2 separate regions of the Mus musculus genome follow, and region 1 is linked to region 2. The links are chromatin contacts, called in public promoter capture Hi-C maps. All regions are on one chromosome and are shown on one strand. Each heading gives the region's core, a stretch centred on a gene start, on an enhancer-like site or on the middle of the called end of the contact. The rest is flanking DNA. Distances are from core to core; before and after follow the strand shown.

Region 1 (4,444 bases), core at 285-2,784, 4.9 Mb before region 2:
TTGGAAACAAAGTTTTCCTCCCAGGAATATTTACCAATATACCTTAGGGGAAGATTAGTTCAGTTTTTCTCAAAACACATTATACCACAGTCCCTCTACATCTGTGGGGGGGGTGATTTCTGACCTCCTCAGATACTAGGGAAAATGCTATAGAGAGGGATAGAGAGATGGCTCTAACTGCTCTTCCAGAGATAGGTCCATTCCCAGCACCCACGTGACAACTAAGTATACAGCCTGGAAGTTTTGCTTTGGGTATGCAGAGTGCACAGACACATATGCTAGCAAAAAAAAAAAAAAAAAAAAAAAACCTCACGCACATGAAAAAAAAAGGAATCTAAAAGAAAGATGCCTGTGCGTATTCGTTATGGTTGATCCTATGCACGTGACATTTGGGTATGACAAATGCCTTTATTAGAAACCAGCAACACAGCTTTGGGGTTTAATAAAAACATAGTTTTTAGGATTAACGTTAGGATAATTACATAATAAACAATAACCTTAAAGTAAAATAGTATTTTATAGCGCCCCTTAAAGGGCACCGCGACTTTTAAACACTATCCATCTAGAGAACCGCGGCCGCAGTATTCAGCTTTTGTTCTTTTTTTTTTCTTTTCTTCTTTTTTTCTTTCGAGACAGGGTTTCTCTGTATAGCCCTGGCTGTCCTGGAACTCACTTTGTAGACCAGGCTGGCCTCGAACTCAGAAATCTGCCTGCCTCTGCCTCCCTAGTGCTGGGATTAAAGGCATGCGCCACCAAGCCCGGCTGTTCTTTTTTTTTCTATCTCAAGTCTGCATATTCTCTGGGCTACAAGTCCCCACCTTTTGCTTTACTGAAAACAGGAACTAGGGCGGTGGACCTAGAGTGTGTTCCAGGTCAGCCAGGGCTACACAGAGAAACCCTATCTCGAAAAAACAACAAAACAAAACAAAACAAAACAAAACAAAACAAAACAAAACAAAAAGAAGTCGAGGAGAGTAGTATATAAACGGGAAAGAAAGCCAGTGGTTTCCAAAGCGGGAAAAGCATAAAAATGGACAACCCAGGTCATGCATTAAAAATGAGAAAGTACATCACAACTTTAACTCCCAATGCAGAGGATATATACAAAGGGACCTAGTTATCTACTTGGATAAATGCCCTCCCTACATGATGTAAATTCAACTTCTCCGCGGCGCTTTTACGTGTAAGGAGGCACCTAGCCGTCGCCACCACGCTCTCCGGATTGGAGATTCACTCTTTTGGGTAGTGCCCCAAGGTCTTTAGAGGCCTCTGCTGTGTTCTTTTTAAGAGAGCGGGCAGAGGATGCCCTGCTTTCCCGGGGTTCTCTGCGCCCAAGAGTCGTGACCTTTCACCACGTCTCCTTCTCCGCAGGAAACGCCCAGCACCTCTAAAAAGAGCAGTTCTGAAACTGTCAGCAGCCAGCCCGCCGTGGTACCTCCCAGCCTGCTGGTCCCGCCTGTCACCAGTCTCCTCCTTTGGGGCGGAGCATCGCTCAGACCACGCCCCCATACCGCCCGCCTCCTGGATGTTCCCGGAAGCTGACCGGCTTACCCGGGTCGAGTTGATTGGTTGCAGTTTTGGACACCGCGCGCCAGGTTTTGTAGAGTTGTTTTGAGCCAAGTTCGCCGAAGAGATAATGGCTAGGCAGGATCGTCTGCGCGAGCTCCTGGGCCCTCTGCACCCGTACAAGAGCGACGACGAGGAGGAGGATTGTGCGCAGGAGGAGGAGGGGGAGCAGGAGGAGGAGTTTGTGGATGCCGAGGAACTCTGCAGCGGGGGCATCAAGGCGGGCAGCCTCCCTGGGCGCGCGCGAGGTGAGCCAGCGCCAGCCGGGCCGGGTTGGCAGGGGTCAAAGAAGTATTTTCGATTCTCACTGCCCGGCACCCAGCGTCCTTGACTGTTGACAGACAGACCTGTGGTGTGACTGGCTGCTTCACCGTACTTAGATGTGGTAGTAATAGTCGTAATGACTCAGAGCACATACTGTGTTAAGCTTGGTTTTTTCATATATCGTCTCGCTTAAAGTTAACAGTTGGGGGTAGTTTTACAGTCGAGGAAATAGATGCACCCTCATTCCCACCCAGAAACAGAATCCTTTAATTATTGTACCACGCTGGCTGAATAAGAGACGGAGTTGCTGTTAAGCAACTTTGAGAAAAAGAGCAAGCGCGCGGAAACACACGGCCACACACACACACACACACACACTCACATACACACAGATTTACACATATACATACACACATACATAAACACACTCATACACATTTACACACATACACTTACACATACATATACATGCCCACACATTCACACATACATGTTCATACACACACACACACACACACACATTGTATTTTCATGGTCTAGTACAGTAATAGCTGCTGACCAGGACCATGTGTGGCAACTGACCATTGGCAATTTAAACACAACTTTGGCTGTGTTTGAAATTAAATAGAAAGGATTACATGTTGATGGAAGTGTAACTGGCTATCCTGGCCAAGCATTTGCTACTGGGACAGGCCAGGGAGAGAAAATGGCGAAGTTGCTGTCTCAGTGGAAATACTACTTGTGAATTAAGCAGCCATTTTGGTTTTTTTTTTTTTTTGAGATTTATTTATTTTGTGTACATGAGTGCTCTATCTGCATCTATACCTGCATACCAGAAGAGGGCATCAGATCCCATTATAGATGATTGCGAACCACCATGTGGTTGCTGGGAATTGAATTCAGGACCTCTGGCAGAGCAGCCAGTGCTCTTGGCTGAGCCATCATGTCTATAGCACCTAGGCAGACATTCTTTAATCAGAGAAGTAACCCCAACTTAGTACTTAGTACCAGACAGCACTTGGAGAAGTGACATTCATGAGATGCAGACACGGCTTTGCTAAAGAAGTCCGCTGAGCTGAGCTCTGTGGTAACTGTAGGAACTGGCCAGGAGCAGCATGTACCTCTGAGTAACTTCATGCAGAGGGAGGCACCATGGAAAATTCTTTAAGACCTACATAAAGGCTGATACTGGCTAAGGCGGCGGTAATAGGGAGACTGGATTTAGAAGAATCAGATTCATGGCTTGAATTGTGCCTACTTCAGCAACACCCAGATGGAGCAGCATTCTGTTGTAGACAGAGTCAGTCAGAGTGAGGTGTTCCAGGTAGCGGGTAGATGTCTGTATGGGTGCTGCCTGTGTGTATGTGTGAGGGGATCAGAGTGAGGTAAATGTCGAGGGAAATCATAACAAATTTCCTGTTATCTCCCCTTCTCATTTAGTGTCTATCCCTGATGAGTATACTAAAGAGAAATGTACCGTGTACGGACGTTTCCCACTCAAAGGTCCGTGGTGGCGCGTGAAGGTCCAGGTCCTGAAACCCCAGCGATCCAGGAGCTATCAAGTTCAAGGCTTTCCGGCATACTTTCTACAGGTTGATATGTCGCCACCAGATCAAAAACAAATCTGTTCGCTTTTTCTTAAAGAATGCAACTTAGCCTCTGAGCGCATACAGGAATTTTTAAAATGGGTAGAAAAAGTGTCAAGCTTTGAAAATCTACACTTTGAAAATCTTTGGGAAACATTAAGGCTTTTCTACAGAGAAACCGAAAAGAAAGATAAAAAGCTGTCTACACCAAGGGAGCAGCAGGGTGAGGAGATGAGAGTGGAAAAATCATGTAAGTACTATTTCTATTGGTGAGTTTTGGTGTCAGCCAGACATTCAGGGACTGGAGTGCTTCAACTGTTAATTTTGCTGTACCTTCCACGGATAAATTGAGCATCTCTAATCAGAAACTCTGAAATGCTCTATGAGGTAAAACTTTTTGACCATGGACATGGTAGACCAGGCTGGCCTCGAACTCAGAAATCCGTCTGCCTCTGCCTCAGAAGTGTTGGGATTGAAGGCGTGCACCACCCTGCCTGGCTAAAACTGTTATTTTTTTAACAGTTTAAAGTAAGTTAGTAGCTTTTATACTACAGGTGACATTTTCTGATCCATGGGCATGAACTCTGTCTCATTCACAAAATTATTATTTTCTTTTTTTGGTTTTTCGAGACAGGGTTTCTCTGTATAGCCCTGGCTGTCCTGGAACTTACTCTGTAGACCAGGCTGGCCTCGAACTCAGAAATCCACCTGCCTCTGCCTCCCGAGTGCTGGGATTAAAGGTGTGCGCCACCACGCCTGGCTCACAAATTATTAAAATCTTTTTACAGTGTTATTTTCAGCCTCTGTGTTTAAGGTGCCTATGAAAAGTAAATGGGTTGTATATTTAGGCTTGGGTCTCATCCCCACACCTTCTTCTTATATTATTATTATCTTAGATTATGGAGAAAAAAAAGGCCCAACTATTTCTTATAAGCATTTAAGAGCGAGGACACAAATTTTCTCATAGCCTGCAGGCCACATGTGGTCAGGGATAGCTATGAACATGGTTCAAGGGAAAATAACCTTAT
Region 2 (4,063 bases), core at 948-3,447:
CCAACTGTCAAGCTGATTATTCACAGGAAACCACTATCAGATATTTAAGAAATAAGGTTCTTGTTTTGGTTGTTTTTTTGTTTTATTTCATTTGTTTGTTTGCCTTTTGTAGTTGTTTTTTAGACAGGGTTTCTCTGTGTAGCTCTGGCTGTCCTGGTAGAGCAGGCTGGCCTCAAAACTCACAGAGGCCTGCCTCTGCCTCCCCAAGTGCTGGTGAAAGATCCTGGCAGAATGTAAAAGGACACAGAAGCCCTGAAATTGGCAAGATAGACGTCAGTGTTAGCAGAACTAGCTTCACTGATTTAGAAAAATAGAGGTGCACAATGCTCTGGCCACTCCTTGAACCTGTGTGTCTGCCAATGTTCTGACCAGGTGTGTGCCCATTGCTGCACCTTCATTAGACTCTTTCCTTGTACCCTTCCATACCCATTTCTTGAGAATAGACATTGTTTAGATCTGGAAATCCCCTAATCTCCCCCTTCTCCTTCCCCCCCTGAGGGCCTATAAAAACTGGGAACTCTTTCCCCTCGAGGTCGACTCCTCTACCCCTGCGTGGGATATGAGTCGTCCCCAGAGCTCTGGCTTTCCCGAATAAAGCCTCATGTGGTTTGCAACAAGCTCGGTCTGTCGTGAGTTCTTGGGTGTCCGCTATTGTCCTGAGGCCTGAGCGAGGGGCTCCTCTCGGAGTCTTTCACTAGGATTAAAGGTATGGGCCACCATACCCAGCTAGGAAATAAGTTTTATTTTTAATTTTACAAAAATTAAAAAAGATGTCTTCAGGACTGTTAGCATGTTTGGCCCATGTTATATTATGTTAGATATTTAAGACATTAGTTCTTTAAAATTTACAAAAAGTTGTAGAGTAACTGCTATTACTTAGCATTATATTCTGACACTGCTAAGTTTTGACAATATAGTGAGGTTTCTCCTTTAACCACATTACTCCATCCTTCTGAGATAGCAGAAGAATCTAGTTTTGATTATTCAGACTCCGGTTACTACCCACAATCAGTTGGCTTGGGGAAGTCTGGTCTACTGATAAGCCCCTGTGCTCTCTCGCTGTCAACTCACTGCGCTCTTGCTTCCTTAATGGCTGGCAGATGCGTTGCTTTACCGAGCAGTGAGAACTTGGGCACTGGGATCTAGGGCTTGCTTGGAATCTCTGATATTTGGTGGTCAGAGTCCCTCCTGGGGCTAAGCATGCATTCTCCTGTAAGACTTAGGCACCTCCCTCCCCGATTAGATTCCTGATACTCACAGAACCTGCAGATCACGTTTTTCTGCTGTTACCTCAGGCAGCCTGAAAAGGCTCTAACTCAGCGGGCAGGCACGACTCTTGTGTGGGTGAAACGACACTTTTACAGGGGTCTCTTAAGGCTATAGGAAAATACAGATACTTTACGGTTCATAATAGCAGTAATGTTACAGTTATGAAGTAGTAACAAAAACAACTTTTTGGTTGGGGTGGGGTCCGCACCAAAACATGAGAAACTGTATTAAAGGGTCGCAGCATTAGGTAGGTGGAGAACTATTGCTAACTGCTCTAAGATGTCAATTTTATTGTGTACCGGAGCTAAGTCTCAGGGTGCTGCGCTGAGAAGGAATTAGATTTTGAACTTAATAGTTTACCGATCTGTTTCCAAACATGGGGGAGATCCGTATGGCCATACATGATCCTTTACATGCAGATGCTTGGGTGAATTTTAGGAATTGAAATCATAACCACTAAGCTGTGGAGGCACCCTGAACTCTGGAGCGATAAAGGGCCTTGTAGTAACTACAGTTCCTATAAAAATACCATGCTCAAGGTCATGCGTGAGTGACAGCAACAATACTCATGTTCAGAATCCTCTAATATCAAGGGGAAAAGTCTCTGCGTGTATTAGCTCCAGGGCTGATGTTCAAGGCGATTCCAATTTTACCGTGACTTATTTAAAGCAAGAAAGCTGTGGCATCGTGTTCTGGGTCTAAACAAGGTGCTCCTTCCATCACACCCAAGAGACTCGCCAGCCGTTCCCCAAGTTAAAAGTGCCACGCCCGAGCAAACTTCAAAAGCCGTAGACTTCTATTTAAAATGTGGGGGAAGCACGCGCACGCGCAGTACGGCACGACGGCTCCACCCTCTTAGCATCCTCACCACGCATGCGCCTAACTGCTGTTCCCGCTCCTCCCCGCCCCTTTCCCGCCCGGATGTTATTTTAGCCCGACCGGATGTTGTTGTGAGTCCGAGAGCCACGTGAGGTTGTGCTACGTCATCACCAGGCACGCGCGGGGGAACATGGCGGCGGCGGGTGTTGTGAGCGGGAAGGTGAGTAACGGCACCGGCTGGTGCGGGTGCTCCTGACCGGTGGCCTGCGGCTGGCGGGCGGGCGGGCGGCCGCCGAGGGGCAGGCGAGCCAGGTCGGCTTCAGAGGAGACCGGCGTGTGACAGCGAAGGGGCTCCGCGGGGTGCGAGCTGCCCCTCCGGGGTGCTGGCTGGGTGAGCGCGGGGTTAGACGGTTCCTGCTCCCAGGCGGTGCAGGCCTGGGCGTTTGTCCCCGGCTCTGCCCCGCAGCGCGGATCCTTTCGGGGACCCCTGAATCCGTTCCTTCCCCCTGTGACTCTGGTTCTTTACGTCTGCCCTTCCGACCGTAAAACCTTCTCTTGTAAAAAGCCTTTGGCCACCCTGGCTTGCTTGGCTCTCTGTCGTCTTTGGGGGAAGGCGTCGAGTCACCATGCAGAGGAGCTGACCAGGAGCTCTGCAACTCTGTCCTCAGAGCTTGGGGTCCTGTTCGAAAAATTACCCAGATGGTTAATGGTTGCGGGCGTTAGGTTGGGAACTGGCGATTGACACCGCGCTGGGCTCATCTAGAAAAGCCTTTATGAAAACGTTTGTTTCCTAGATGTCTTCGGGGGCGTTTCTGTGTGTGGGTGTCTGCCCTGCTGTTTTACAGGAGGCTCTGTCAGTGACACCCTCACAGTGGGCTAGGAACCACCATTAGGTACGGAGATTAGATTAGATTAGCAGTTTATATGCAGAGAGACAGCTTGTGCGAATATAGGGTTATCTGCTTCATGCGATGCACCTGACTGCGTTTCCCAGTGGCGAGTTATTTCGCAAACGTCAGTGACCGGCTGGTAATGACTCAGAGCACTAAGACCTGTTTACTTGTTGCAGATAGCTTCCGCTGTTCCTTCAGTTCCACGTAGTATGTTTCGCTGCTTTTCTCCTCGTTTTGAACTTGACAGCGTTTGTGCAGATTTAGATTGTGGAATAACAAATACCGGCCTTATCTTCGGTGCAGATCTGAATTGTGACCTTGGGAAATTGGATAATTGAGGCTTCTCTGTTCTTCGTCTTTATCTGCAGAACGGAAGGGATGCCGGGCATCCTGTATTGGAGTGCTTAGGGGTAGACGCAACAGAAGCGCTTATACGTTACGTAGTCTTGCTCTTTCGAAAAATTGGTTGGGCATCCTTTTAGGGTATACTTATATCCTTGCCCTTTTAAAATATTTTTGGTCTTTTTTATTTGAGATGAGTGCTAGTCATCTCTTGATTCATTACAAATTAGAAAGTTTATCTTGGTGTTTTGGGCTGGGCCAATCTGGTACTTTCCAAGATGAGATCTTCACAACTTAAACTACACTTCTCTTTTCCAGTTTGCATGGATTCTGAAAAGAACCCTCGATAAAGCAGTTCTGAGACCTAAGGGGCTGCCCACCTTCTACAGTCATTAGTACCGTTCACAGACTGACTGCCCAAGCTTAACTTGTCTTTTGTGACTTTGCTTCATCACCTTATTTGACTGAGGTGACTGTCACTAGGAGCTCTGCAGCTGTGTCCTCAGAGCTTGGGGTCCTGTTCGAAAAATTACCCAGATGGTTAATGGTTGCGGGCGTTAGGTTGGGAACTGGCGATTGACACCGCGCTGGGCTCATCTAGAAAAGCCTTTATGAAAACGTTTGTTTCCTAGATGTCTTCGGGGGCGTTTCTGTGTGTGGGTGTCTGCCCTGCTGTTTTACAGGAGGCTCTGTCAGTGACACCTTCACAGTGGGCTAGGAACCACCACTAGGTACGGAGA

Evidence for each region. Promoter capture Hi-C pulls out the DNA fragments that hold promoters and counts their contacts.
Region 1: a promoter capture Hi-C map of pre-B cells shows a contact between it and region 2. The contact joins the promoter of Helb here to the promoter of Tbc1d15 in region 2. A contact is called at or near these places in 1 of 39 promoter capture datasets (pre-B cells) and 1 of 484 Hi-C or Micro-C datasets (Th1 cells).

What each region holds. Positions count from the first base shown.
Region 1 is chr10:120,110,055-120,114,498 of GRCm38.p6, reverse strand. Helb (helicase (DNA) B) reads left to right here and starts at 1,534. Exons shown (of 13, transcript NM_080446.2): 1 at 1,534-1,814; 2 at 3,271-3,666. The coding sequence starts at 1,637.
Region 2 is chr10:115,249,627-115,253,689 of GRCm38.p6, reverse strand. It overlaps Tbc1d15 (TBC1 domain family, member 15), which reads left to right and starts at 2,197. Exons shown (of 17, transcript NM_025706.3): 1 at 2,197-2,308. The coding sequence starts at 2,279.